Linked DNA regions of Gossypium hirsutum: all the other regions are linked to region 1. The links are chromatin contacts, called in public Hi-C maps. All regions are on one chromosome and are shown on one strand. Each heading gives the region's core, a stretch centred on a gene start, on an enhancer-like site or on the middle of the called end of the contact. The rest is flanking DNA. Distances are from core to core; before and after follow the strand shown.

Region 1 (2,694 bases), core at 71-2,570:
GCTTTCTCTCTCCGACCTCACCTCCACTATCTTAAACCCCTCCCTCTCTTTCCCATTTATACCCTCCATCACATGCCCATATAACACATACGCCCTCCCTTCCTCACCCACTACAACTGAGGTTGCGAACCCTTCCTCCTCAAGGGCAGTTTTGTCATACACCACCCCTTCTCCCCAACTATCGTCGCTCTTCAAAAACCAAAGCTTTTGCGTTGACACCACTAAAACGACGCCGTCTCTCCTGATCGCAATCCCATCTGGCATAACCAAATCCTGGTTCAGCAAAACTGTCCTCGCTTTCCCATTCTCCTCATCCACCTTAAACATCTTGCCGGTATTGCTTTGCACCACCAGTAAATACCCCTTGCTGACGTAAGCGATTCCGTTGAGGCCGCAATCGTTGAAGGGTTCGTTTTCGCCCATAACCGATGGGTAACGGCTAAAGGCTGGAGATCTCGAGAAGATCCACGCCTCTCCCTCTTCGTTGACTTTCCAGATGAAGTTTCCGACCGAGTTGGTGACGTAAGCGTTTCCCTTGAAGTCGACGGCAACGTCGTTCGCAACGTCACGCCCGCGGCCGATTGAGGCGATGAGGGAATCGGGGTCGGAGGGGAGGAGGGAGAGAAAGAGGCGGCGGCGGGTGCGGAGGTCGTAGGCGACGAGGGCGTTGAATGGAGGGAGAGGGGAAACAGAGTGGAGGCAAGCGAGAAGGCGGTTTTTAGTGAAATCTACCGTCAGACCTAAAACAGTAACGTTTTCAGGGAGGGTGGGGTCGGAGATCAGAGTTTCGACAACGCCTGCGTCGGAAACGGAGTGGATTGTACGGTGGTTTAGGGAACCGACGATGAAGTGCTGGGCTAATGGGTCCCAGGCCATGCCTTCTGGGTAGAGGTTAGGCCATCGGAAATCGATGACATGCGTCTTCCCGGCGACGGCAACGGCAACGCCCATGGTAACGATGATAACTAAGGATATAAAGCTAGTTTTTATTGGAGACATGATGGATGGAATTTTTTTTTTCTTTAGTGGTACTGAAGAGGGAGAGTTCCTTTACTCTCTTTTTATTTGTTAAAAGGAAGTAGAGTTCTGAAGGGAATCGATCAATTTAACCTTTTTTTTTATTTGTTTTGTAATTCAATTTCTTGTCAGAAAAGTTTTTCCAAGGTTTTCTTGTCAAACAGGCTCTTTTTTATTTTTTTTTTCTGATATATATATATATAGAGAGAGAGAGAGAGAGAGAGAGAGAGGTAGAAAAGGTTTTCTTTTTCTTTTAAATATGATCTCATGAAACAAGCCTCTAAGACATTTAAATTTTCATGATATATAGCTTAAGAAAATATATTTTACGTCCACTAGTTTGTCAAATCCAATCATAACCGCACATTTGGTTTTCATAAAAATTATTTTAAAAAATTTATAAGGATTTTAATATTATAATTTTATTAAAAATAATAACATCGACCCATTAAAAAAGTAAGTGTCATTTTTTAAAATTTTATTTTCTCATTTTTTAAAATTTTATTTTAATAGCGTTTTTTTATTTTTAATAAAAAAATTTAGAATTTTATAATTTTTAAATGACTGTTTTTATAATTTTTATGATTTTTTAAATAATTGTTAAATTTTTATAAGGGCTTAATTGATTTTCTTATTTGTTAATAAAGCTTTTTTTTTTACCGTTTAGCTTTATTAGTTTCAAAAAATTTTAATTTACTTCCAATAAAATAGTAGAGGTCAAATTGAATTAATGTGTAAAGGTTGAGGACTAAAACTATTATTATACCTTATATATAAACATCAATTTTTAACAATGGGATTGTTTTACTCACTCATCTAACTTACAGGGGTTAATTTGCTCATTTTCTCAATAGAGGAGCTAAAATGTAATCTAAAGTATAGTACAATGGTTTGTGGTACTTTTATCCTGAGATTTGTTAACTTCAACTATAAAAAATTAATGCCAGGTTTAGGTCATTGGAATAAAATAGAAATTGCAATAAAATATTATCTTATATAAATAGAATAGGGTTGTAATGAGGTAAAACAAGTTAACAAGACATGTAATAGGTATTACATTATTTGGTTGATTAAGTTATTGTTAAGGAATATGCAAGGAATAGGTATAAATTGACAAGTTCATCCTTGAGTTGAATAAATATATTTTATTTAAAATTCTTAAATATATATTAAAAATATCTAAATAAATTATACATAAAAATAAGATATAATAAAATAACAAGTTATTTTAAGTATATTTTAATTAAAATGAATATTTAAAAAATTCAAAAATAAATTACACATTATTTAGTAAAAAAAAACTACATTAGCAGTCAATAGCTTTTGAGGTGAGGTCTTTCTCTAGTGGGATCCATTTTAAATCAATAGTTATGGTTGAAAGACATATTATAGTCATTTGATCAAGCCACAATAGTATCTAGAAAATTGTTCTAGTGGCTTGAAACTTGTTAATCTAGTTAATAAAGAAAGAAAAAAAATGTGTTTTTAGCTATTTAAAATGGTTTTGTATTAATTTTGTGAATAATGACATAGGTATGGGTATTTACGAATACAACGGGGGCAGGTGGGGCCATTTCCCCTTAGTTTTTTAGAAATTTACATGATATCCCCTTCAAGATAAACTTTAGTACATTAAACCTCTTAAAAATTTAAATTTTGCCCCTCAAACCCTAAAAA
Region 2 (2,694 bases), core at 122-2,621, 200 kb before region 1:
AAAGTAAAATCCATATAAAACTACACTTCTTTTATTTTATTTTAGAATAATATTTTTCAACCATGTTACACTTCATCTATTTGATATTGATTAGAATAAGGTATTTCAACCTTACTGCACTCCTTCTATTAGAATATGGTTTTACAAGCCTATAAATAGGCATAGTCTACTCATCTTGTAATCATTCGAATTCGACATAGTGAATTTCCACGTAAAAATCTATATTCTTTATTATTCTTTCTTTGTTCTTTGTGATACATTGTCATTACCGACATACTATTTTTTACAGTGACAACACTATGGAATCCCAGAAATCATATGCAGCTTATTGACTTAGAAAGTGACTACTATCTAGCCTATTTCCAAGATGAGGGAGATTTTAATAAAGTATTGGTTGGGGGGACCTTGGGTGATTTTTTGTCAACATTTGGTCATACGACCATGGTCACTGGATTTTTCAATGTCGGACAATGAAGTGGATGTTCAAGTAGTGTGGATTAGGTTACCTGGTCTGCCGAAAAGCTACTACTCAAATTTCTTACTTCTTGCTATTAGCTAAGCCAGAGGGCCAATGGTCAAGCTTGATGTTCATACGAGTAGTTAGGGGTGAGCAAAACTCAATTTGATTCGAAAAACTGAAAACAAATTCTAATTTTGAGTTAATCAAATCGAGTTGTTCGAATTGTTTGAGTCAACTCGAGTAAGTAATTCGAGTTTCGAGTTTCGAGTTCAAATCAAATTGAATTTTACAATTCGAATAACTCGATTAATTCGAATAACAAATTGGTGTAAATACCTTTTTGGTCCTTGTCAAGTTTGAAAATGAGCAAATTGATCTCTCTCTAAACAAAAAATTACAAAATAATTCAAAATAATTTTTAAAATTCAAAATATTTATAGAAATTTCAAATTTATATATTTTTTAAATTTTTTAAAATATATATAAAGTTAAAAAAATAAAAAAATTTCTAGAATAATAATTTGGGGAACTAAATAAGTTAATTAATTATTTAAGTTTATTATACTAAAATATTTTTTTATTATTTTGCTTTGAAAAAATTATCAAATATATATAGTTTGGAATTTATCTTCTCTAATATGGAATTAATTATACTGTAACAAGATTTTAATTTGAGATGTTTAATTTTTTTAATTTAATTCAAATAATTTTACTTGATTCGACTTGACTCAAATTTCATTTCTCTCGACTCGATTTGAAAACTTTTCAAATCAAGTTAGGATGATAAAATAGGACTCGTCAACTCGATTAACTCGAAATTGTTTCACTCGATTCGATCAAATGCTTACCCCTATAAGTAGTGGAAGCCAAAGACGTTTCGTTAGGTTGGCGATATGTGTGGACTTAATGAAACCACTGTGTCAAAACTCAAGATCAGTGATCGTATTTAGAGAATCGAATATGAGTCACTTACGATTGTCTGCTTTAAATGTGGGATTTATGGCCACAATACAGATTTGTGCGCGAGAAACAAAAGCAACTCATCGGAGAGGTGTTGGTAGGAGAGAACCGGTGGTCGAAAAAAAGGGTCCTCAATGGTGTGCGGAAGAGGAACCATATGGGCCATGGATTCTTGTGAAGCATTTACAAAGAGGGAAGGTTCAGAGTACAGGAATAGTGAGAAATGACGTTTCTGGCAAAAGGGCTCATGGTTTTCAGCTTTGACGGTGGATTCGAGTGAATCTAATTCCAAAATTAACGTCGTGGGTGAAGGGAGCCATCCTAATCAAATCAAAAGGCGTGATTTAGGGAAGAACCATATCACAAAGGTCGGGAAATTTGAGCAAAATGAGACATATTTGAGGATGAAGGGGACAACTAAATCTAATGGTAAAGGGATTATGATTAGAGGTAAACCTAGAGTTGGTCCAAAAGTATTACGACCCACTAATACCAATATTGGGTCAACTGCTAAGAATGAGGGAAATGGGTTTGATGATGCCTCTAGAATGGGCCCACTTGTCCCAACTGTTAGGATAAAGGTTTCAATTTTTTGCTTGTAACTTTCCAGTCGAAATTGGACAGAAACAAACATGGGGCAGTTCGGGTGGTTGAGAATGGAGTGTACGATGCTATAAAAGGGAAAGAAAAAAGTGTGTTTCAATTCAGAGAGTCAAGTATTGGGTACTCAAACCCAGATTTGCAAACTTTTGAGGATGGTAATGTTTAATGGAGGAAATCATCAGATTACGAGCTGGGAGGTTCTGTGAATCACATGGTAGAGTTATCGGCGACATTGAAGGGTATTGTACGAGAACATGATGCTGATCTTCCGGCGAATGTGCTGCTTTTGGATGTGGAAGTTATGGATAATGATGATATTGGTAATAATGAGATTAGTTGTTAAGTTTTTTTGTACAACTTGTGTTGGCTTGTTCATGTTTTCTATTGTCATTTGGTTTATGGATTTAAAACTTTTTTTTGGAATTACCAAGGAATAATGCATCCCCTTTTCCATAATTTCATGGCTTAGTATAGGAGAGAGTTTTGCTCAGATGTAATGTGTTTTTTAAGACACGGATCAGTGGTATTCGGGCGAATGGAATTATTGCAAAACTTAGGTTTGCAAATTCGTTAAGAATTGAAGCAATGGGGTTTTCTGGGAGGATTTTGATTCTTTGGAGTGACAATGTCTCCGTTGATATTCTGGATTTGCATCCATAGGTGATTCTTAT
Region 3 (2,694 bases), core at 67-2,566, 170 kb before region 1:
CATCATCAACAACATGGGATTCATATCTTTCAACACATTTAGAACATAACCAGCGACCACAGCTTTGGCACGGATATCTATGAGAGAATTCATCAGCAAACTTCGTATAACATTCAGAGCAACACATTTTTTGGCAAACACCGTTTTTTAGCATCAGAAATTCTTCACCAGTGAAACCGGAAAGATCACTAGCTCCCAATGAAATCCAAGACCTAGCTTTTTCTATTAGATCTAATAGTGAACTATCAGGTACTCCCAGAAGAATCCCAAACAACCCACACACAGTAAGAAACTACGCTCTTTCTTCTAGTCCTTCTTCTTCTAAAAATCAGTATTTAAGAAAAAAAATAATCAGCAGTTTAATATGGAAATATTAAAAATATAAGAAAACCCACAATAAAAATGGTGAGTTTTAATTACTTTTCAGGGTAAGTATTTTTTATGAGCTTAAAATTGATTTATTTTGACCCCTTCAATTTTTCTTTTCTTTTCTCAAAGGTGTCAATTTAAGAAAATGGAATAAAAATACTCCAAGGAATCCCAAAATGTTTCCAAGGAAGAAACTTAAATCGATCTTCCCCACAACTTTTCTTTTTCACTACATCACAAATCACAGAATAACAATATTTACACATAAAAAAATCACAACAACCCAACAAATTTCACAACACGAATAACTACAACATAAACCCTAAAATTCAAAAATCCCGCAGAAATTTGACCCGAAATGAAAAAAAAAACGAAAGTTCGGAGCTTAACCAATCCCAGATTTATGCATCCATAGATCAAGTCAAGCACCAAAATCACAGTGACTTATGATGGGTTTTAGTTTTTCAGAACAAACATAAAGAGAACTAAAGTTCAAACACTAGAAGATGAAATTTAGCAGTAAAACAGGGCAAGGAAAGGGAAAAAAAAAAGAAGAAAGAAAGCTTAGTGATTGAAAGAGAAATTAAAAGTAAAAGAGAAGAGAGAAGATTAGGAGGCAAAATAGGATGAAAAAGGAGGAAAAGAAGAAGTGCAGAGAAGGTTCCCTTTTCTTATTATTTCCTTTTCTTCCTCAACTATACTCTTCCTTTCCCTTTTCTTATTATTTTCCTTCTCCCTTTTCTTTTCCTTATTATTATTTTATCACCTTTTCTCTCCTCTTTCATTTCCCCCCCTTCCTTCTACTTCCCCCCTCGCTCTCTCTCTACACTAAAATAATATTTCTCTTTCCTTTTTTTAATTCTTTCCTGGTTTGTTTTAACTAGGGTTTTGTTGAGAGATCAATCTGATTGGGTCATCGATGATCATTCTATTTTTTTTTATTCTTTTTGGTACCAATTTTTTATTTTTATTTTTCCTTATACCCTTATCTTTATTTTAATATATTATAATTAATAACATAACGAACTATTTAAATATAAACATATTTTTATACAAATTGTTTTTTTTTAAAACTACAAACTGTTATCGACATGAAAATAAATTTTAGTTCTTTTTTTATTTACGCTATTAGAATATTGTTAACATAAATACACTTAAAAGCCATGCGTTTTATCACATCCAACTTCTTCATCGATTTTTTCATTTAAATTAAAATATTAGCAACGCTTTTCATAATATCATTTAGGTTGTTAGTAGTCGCTGTATTTGTATAAAATTTAAGATTTTTATATTTAAAGTTTTTAATCTAATCATCATCGTCATTAATAATTTTTGTCGAAAATTTTTAATTTAACTTTTTTTTTGTTAATCATATATCACATAGCTTAATTAAACTTCCAAGACAATAAAGTTTGACAGAAATACTTACGATTAGATTTATAAATAAAAAAATAGAACTTAATTTTTAAAAATAAAGATTAAATCTCAAATTTTATCAAAGTATAGGAAATAATTACCTATTTTAATTTATTATATAATAAAAATCACTTGTACAAAAAAAATTTATTTGTCATAAAAAAAGAAAATCAAAATAATCTAAATTAGGGAGTCGAATTCAACTTTAACATAGCATTTAATGAATTAAATTGAATGCAGGAAAAAAATATTATGACATAATAAATAAGGATGTGATTAAATATTTAATTACGGGTGGCTGTTAATGAACGGAAAGACATGGTTTCATGATTCAACTTATTTTGAATAATTCATTTTAAAATCGATTCAATTCTTATGTTTAAATTTAATTTTTAATTTAACAGATCTCTATATACAGGTAGTGTAGTAAGGCATGTCTCATGACCAAATTTTACAGGTTAGGTGGGTTTGGTAGAGCTTTATTTGTGCATATTTGTGTGCTTCCTCCGTCTCAGCTTTTATTTTTATTTTTTTTAAATGTTTAAAATTACTCATTGTCTCTCTCTAACTCATAAATAGAAAGATAATGTGCTTCAACTAGGGATGAGTATTCGATCGAGTCGAGTCGAAAAATTTGGAGTCGAGTCGAATTAACGAATCTTATTATTTATACTCAATGTTCCGTTTACATGGACCAATTATTTTACAAGTAGACAACGTACAAGCTTTTAAATTAATTTTGAGTAAAGAAAAAAAAGGGAGTAAGGCGATTCTGAAGGGAATAAATTCCAAAACTATTATTTTGTTACACATTACCATGCTACGGTATCTTTCATAGTTTTTATATTATTACAACTCACATGTACACATACATACGATAAAATTGTCATACAAGTTAAATCTATAGAT
Region 4 (2,694 bases), core at 89-2,588, 140 kb after region 1:
GATGATGATTAAACATGCCACATCAGCTTACCATTACACCATTAATGACAATTAATAGCTCAGTGACTAAATGTTACAAATCGATAATCTAAGTGACTAAAATGTAACATTTCAAGCATAAGTGACTAAAATGTAACTAAAGCAAACAAAAGTGATTACTTTAGTAGTTTACCCAATAGTTTTATATGATGAACCTTTTTTATTAATTACTATGGGTTTTATAATATCTTGCATTTCAAGTAGTTGATTTTATGCTTCATTCATTTGGATGGGATGTTCATCCTTTTGTCACTAAAGATCCAACATTTTTTTGGGGTTTCGATGCACTCTTATAAATTTAAGTCATTTATGATCATATCTTGCTTTTATCCCAGTTTCCTTTTCTTCTGTTGGGCCTTTTATCGGTAAAATGTCATATTGCGCCATTACTGACAACACCTCAAAACCTCTTTAACCCAGGCATTATCTTTAACATATTCTTCATATTTTACCAACAATAGAAAACTTTTCTAAAAGAAACTCCAAGAAGTACCAAAAATGATGAAAATTACAAGCCACAACAGATGAAGTAGAAAGGGAAATTGTGAAGATTAGGAGGAAAAACATGTAATTTTTCTTTTAATTACACGAGAAGAAGTTGGACGAAAGTGATAATTAGAGAAAAAGGAACAGAATCCTGAGATAAAGTAGTGACCAAAAACGGTGCGCAAGAGTCCAAGATATTAACCCTTCCCCCGGTTCCCACCCTTGAATTGGGACTGTGAGTGACCACAAAGTCCATCATCTGCCCATGGAATTTGTACATTGTTTGCTGATGAAAGGAGCACTCACCACCTTCACTATTTGAGTAAACCTTTCATTTTCGTTTGTCTGACATTATGATTTAAATATAAAATAAATATGTGATTTAAACTTGAATTCACTAAAACTCCCTTCAACAACTCAAATCAATCATATATCCTTATTTAAAAAGACAATACTGTTGCAAAAACTTAAAGAAAAAAAAGAGAAATGAATTTATGTGTAAAAGATAATTATTACTTCTTAATTTACATTAAGTTATATAGCCTATTTATAATAAAAATTAGATGCACAAATAAAAAAAAGACATGCTATAATATGATATCGTGCTAATAAATTAAATACAAAATAAAGAAAAATATGATATGATATACATTAATTATGCAAGATTTCGTATTAATAAATACCAATTAATTATTGAAATACATAGGTTTATACACTATTTAGAAATTAATGATGACCGGGGAAAGTGTATATAATGGGTCCCTTCATTTTTGGATCATGCATAATTTCCACATGCAACGGGATTCCCTTGTGAAACAAGGCAACGAGACTCCTTTACTGGAAAACAAAAAAGATTAAAAAACAGAAAAGTGCCCTTAAAAACACGTCTCGATAGCCCTCTAAAACTCATTCTTTCGTAGAGCCCAATTTCATCAAAATCAATTTCACTTTTTAGTCTTTCAAAGTCTTTGATGTACCAAATTACGTAACATCACCGCTAGTTCTTCCAAACTTTTTCTTTATTTCCACCACATCTTCCACAAATTAAAAAGATCGATCCTCTTCATTCATTTTAGCTAAAAGCTTTGGGAGTTCCATCAGCAGGATTTGGCAGCATGTCGATGAAAACACACCGTTGGATCAATCCTCACCAAATTCTATCATCACTAACCATTTTCTTTGCCATCACCATCTTTGTATATCCCATCAACGGGATGGAATCAAGGAGGCTTGATGACAGCACTGTTCCAGGTGGTCAAGGCGTCAAGTGTACCCCATCATGTATACAAAGTCCTCCACCACCCTCACTGCCGCCACCATGCCCTCCACCACCATCACCCCCAGCACTGCCTCCACCTACACCAAAAAAGCCGCCAACCCAATACTGTCCACCACCGCCAATACCGCCTAGTCCACCATCCTTTATATACATACCCGGTTCACCAGGGAATTTGTACTCGATTGACCAAAATTTCGGCGGTGCAAACCGGAATGTCGCTGTGGGGTTATTGGGTCTGGTTTGTGGATTATCTCTCCTGTTCGCTTTTTAAAGTTTGTAAGGTCCTAGGATCTTGTACAACAAGTTGGATATAGTAAGTACAAATTCCTTTTCTTAGGACAAGAATATAATTTTGTCCAAACAGAAAGTTTTAGGACCTACAATAGTTATTGAACTTGCTGTTTCATGATATTGTTCAATGATAAAAGTTCGGAAAATTAGCTTTACCTATAAATTACCTGATTTTGAATGGCTGTTCATTTTTCTGGTTCGATAAACGTCTTCTTACTTAGTATATTTAAGTTTGGTTGATTAATAGTTTTTTTATAAGAGAAACGAGATTATTAGTGAGATTTGAATAGGTGATGGGATTCCGAGCAAAGCAGTCCAGCAGGCAGCGGTTGCCGTTCAGAAATAAATTAAGAGGAAAAAAAGGAACCAATTTAGGCCCAGTGTTAGTTGGGCGGTGACGACGCTCTTACGTTGGTGTTTAGTTGGACACATGAGGCCTGTGGTAGCCAACTGCTCTTATTTCATGGACTCCTACTTCTATTCTATTTTGCAGCCATTTTTCACTATCAAAATCAAGCATTTAGGGTGAGTTTGGATAAGCGGTGTGTTTACTTGTGGTTAGTGTAAAAACAGCGGTGGTGGTAAGATTAGATACTATA

The links. Hi-C and Micro-C count contacts between places; a contact is called where the count stands out from the background.
Region 2: a contact with region 1 is called in a Hi-C map of leaf, with 1.9 times the contacts expected there. The contact joins the enhancer-like site here to the promoter of LOC107922394 in region 1. A contact is called at or near these places in 2 of 34 Hi-C or Micro-C datasets (callus and leaf).
Region 3: a contact with region 1 is called in a Hi-C map of leaf, with 1.7 times the contacts expected there. The contact joins the promoter of LOC107921947 here to the promoter of LOC107922394 in region 1. A contact is called at or near these places in 3 of 34 Hi-C or Micro-C datasets (hypocotyl and leaf).
Region 4: a contact with region 1 is called in a Hi-C map of leaf, with 2.2 times the contacts expected there. The contact joins the promoter of LOC107921752 here to the promoter of LOC107922394 in region 1. A contact is called at or near these places in 2 of 34 Hi-C or Micro-C datasets (both in leaf).

The regions. Positions count from the first base shown.
Region 1 is chrD01:48,400,600-48,403,293 of Gossypium_hirsutum_v2.1, reverse strand. It overlaps LOC107922394, which reads right to left and starts at 1,320. Exons shown (of 1, transcript XM_016852413.2): 1 at 1-1,320. The coding sequence starts at 999.
Region 2 is chrD01:48,599,243-48,601,936 of Gossypium_hirsutum_v2.1, reverse strand. No RefSeq gene overlaps it. Among protein-coding and RNA genes, the nearest start is that of LOC107921809, 11 kb to the left of the region's middle. Within about 2 kb of position 1,371, at least 9 of the 9 cell types and tissues checked have an H3K27ac peak or open chromatin away from gene starts, as enhancers often do. A contact at or near this core is called in leaf, where this site is marked.
Region 3 is chrD01:48,573,827-48,576,520 of Gossypium_hirsutum_v2.1, reverse strand. It overlaps LOC107921947 (putative 1-phosphatidylinositol-3-phosphate 5-kinase FAB1C), which reads right to left and starts at 1,316. Exons shown (of 11, transcript XM_016851744.2): 1 at 1-1,316. The coding sequence starts at 154.
Region 4 is chrD01:48,255,671-48,258,364 of Gossypium_hirsutum_v2.1, reverse strand. It overlaps LOC107921752 (proline-rich receptor-like protein kinase PERK2), which reads left to right and starts at 1,338. Exons shown (of 1, transcript XM_016851568.2): 1 at 1,338-2,258. The coding sequence starts at 1,641. The coding sequence ends at 2,075.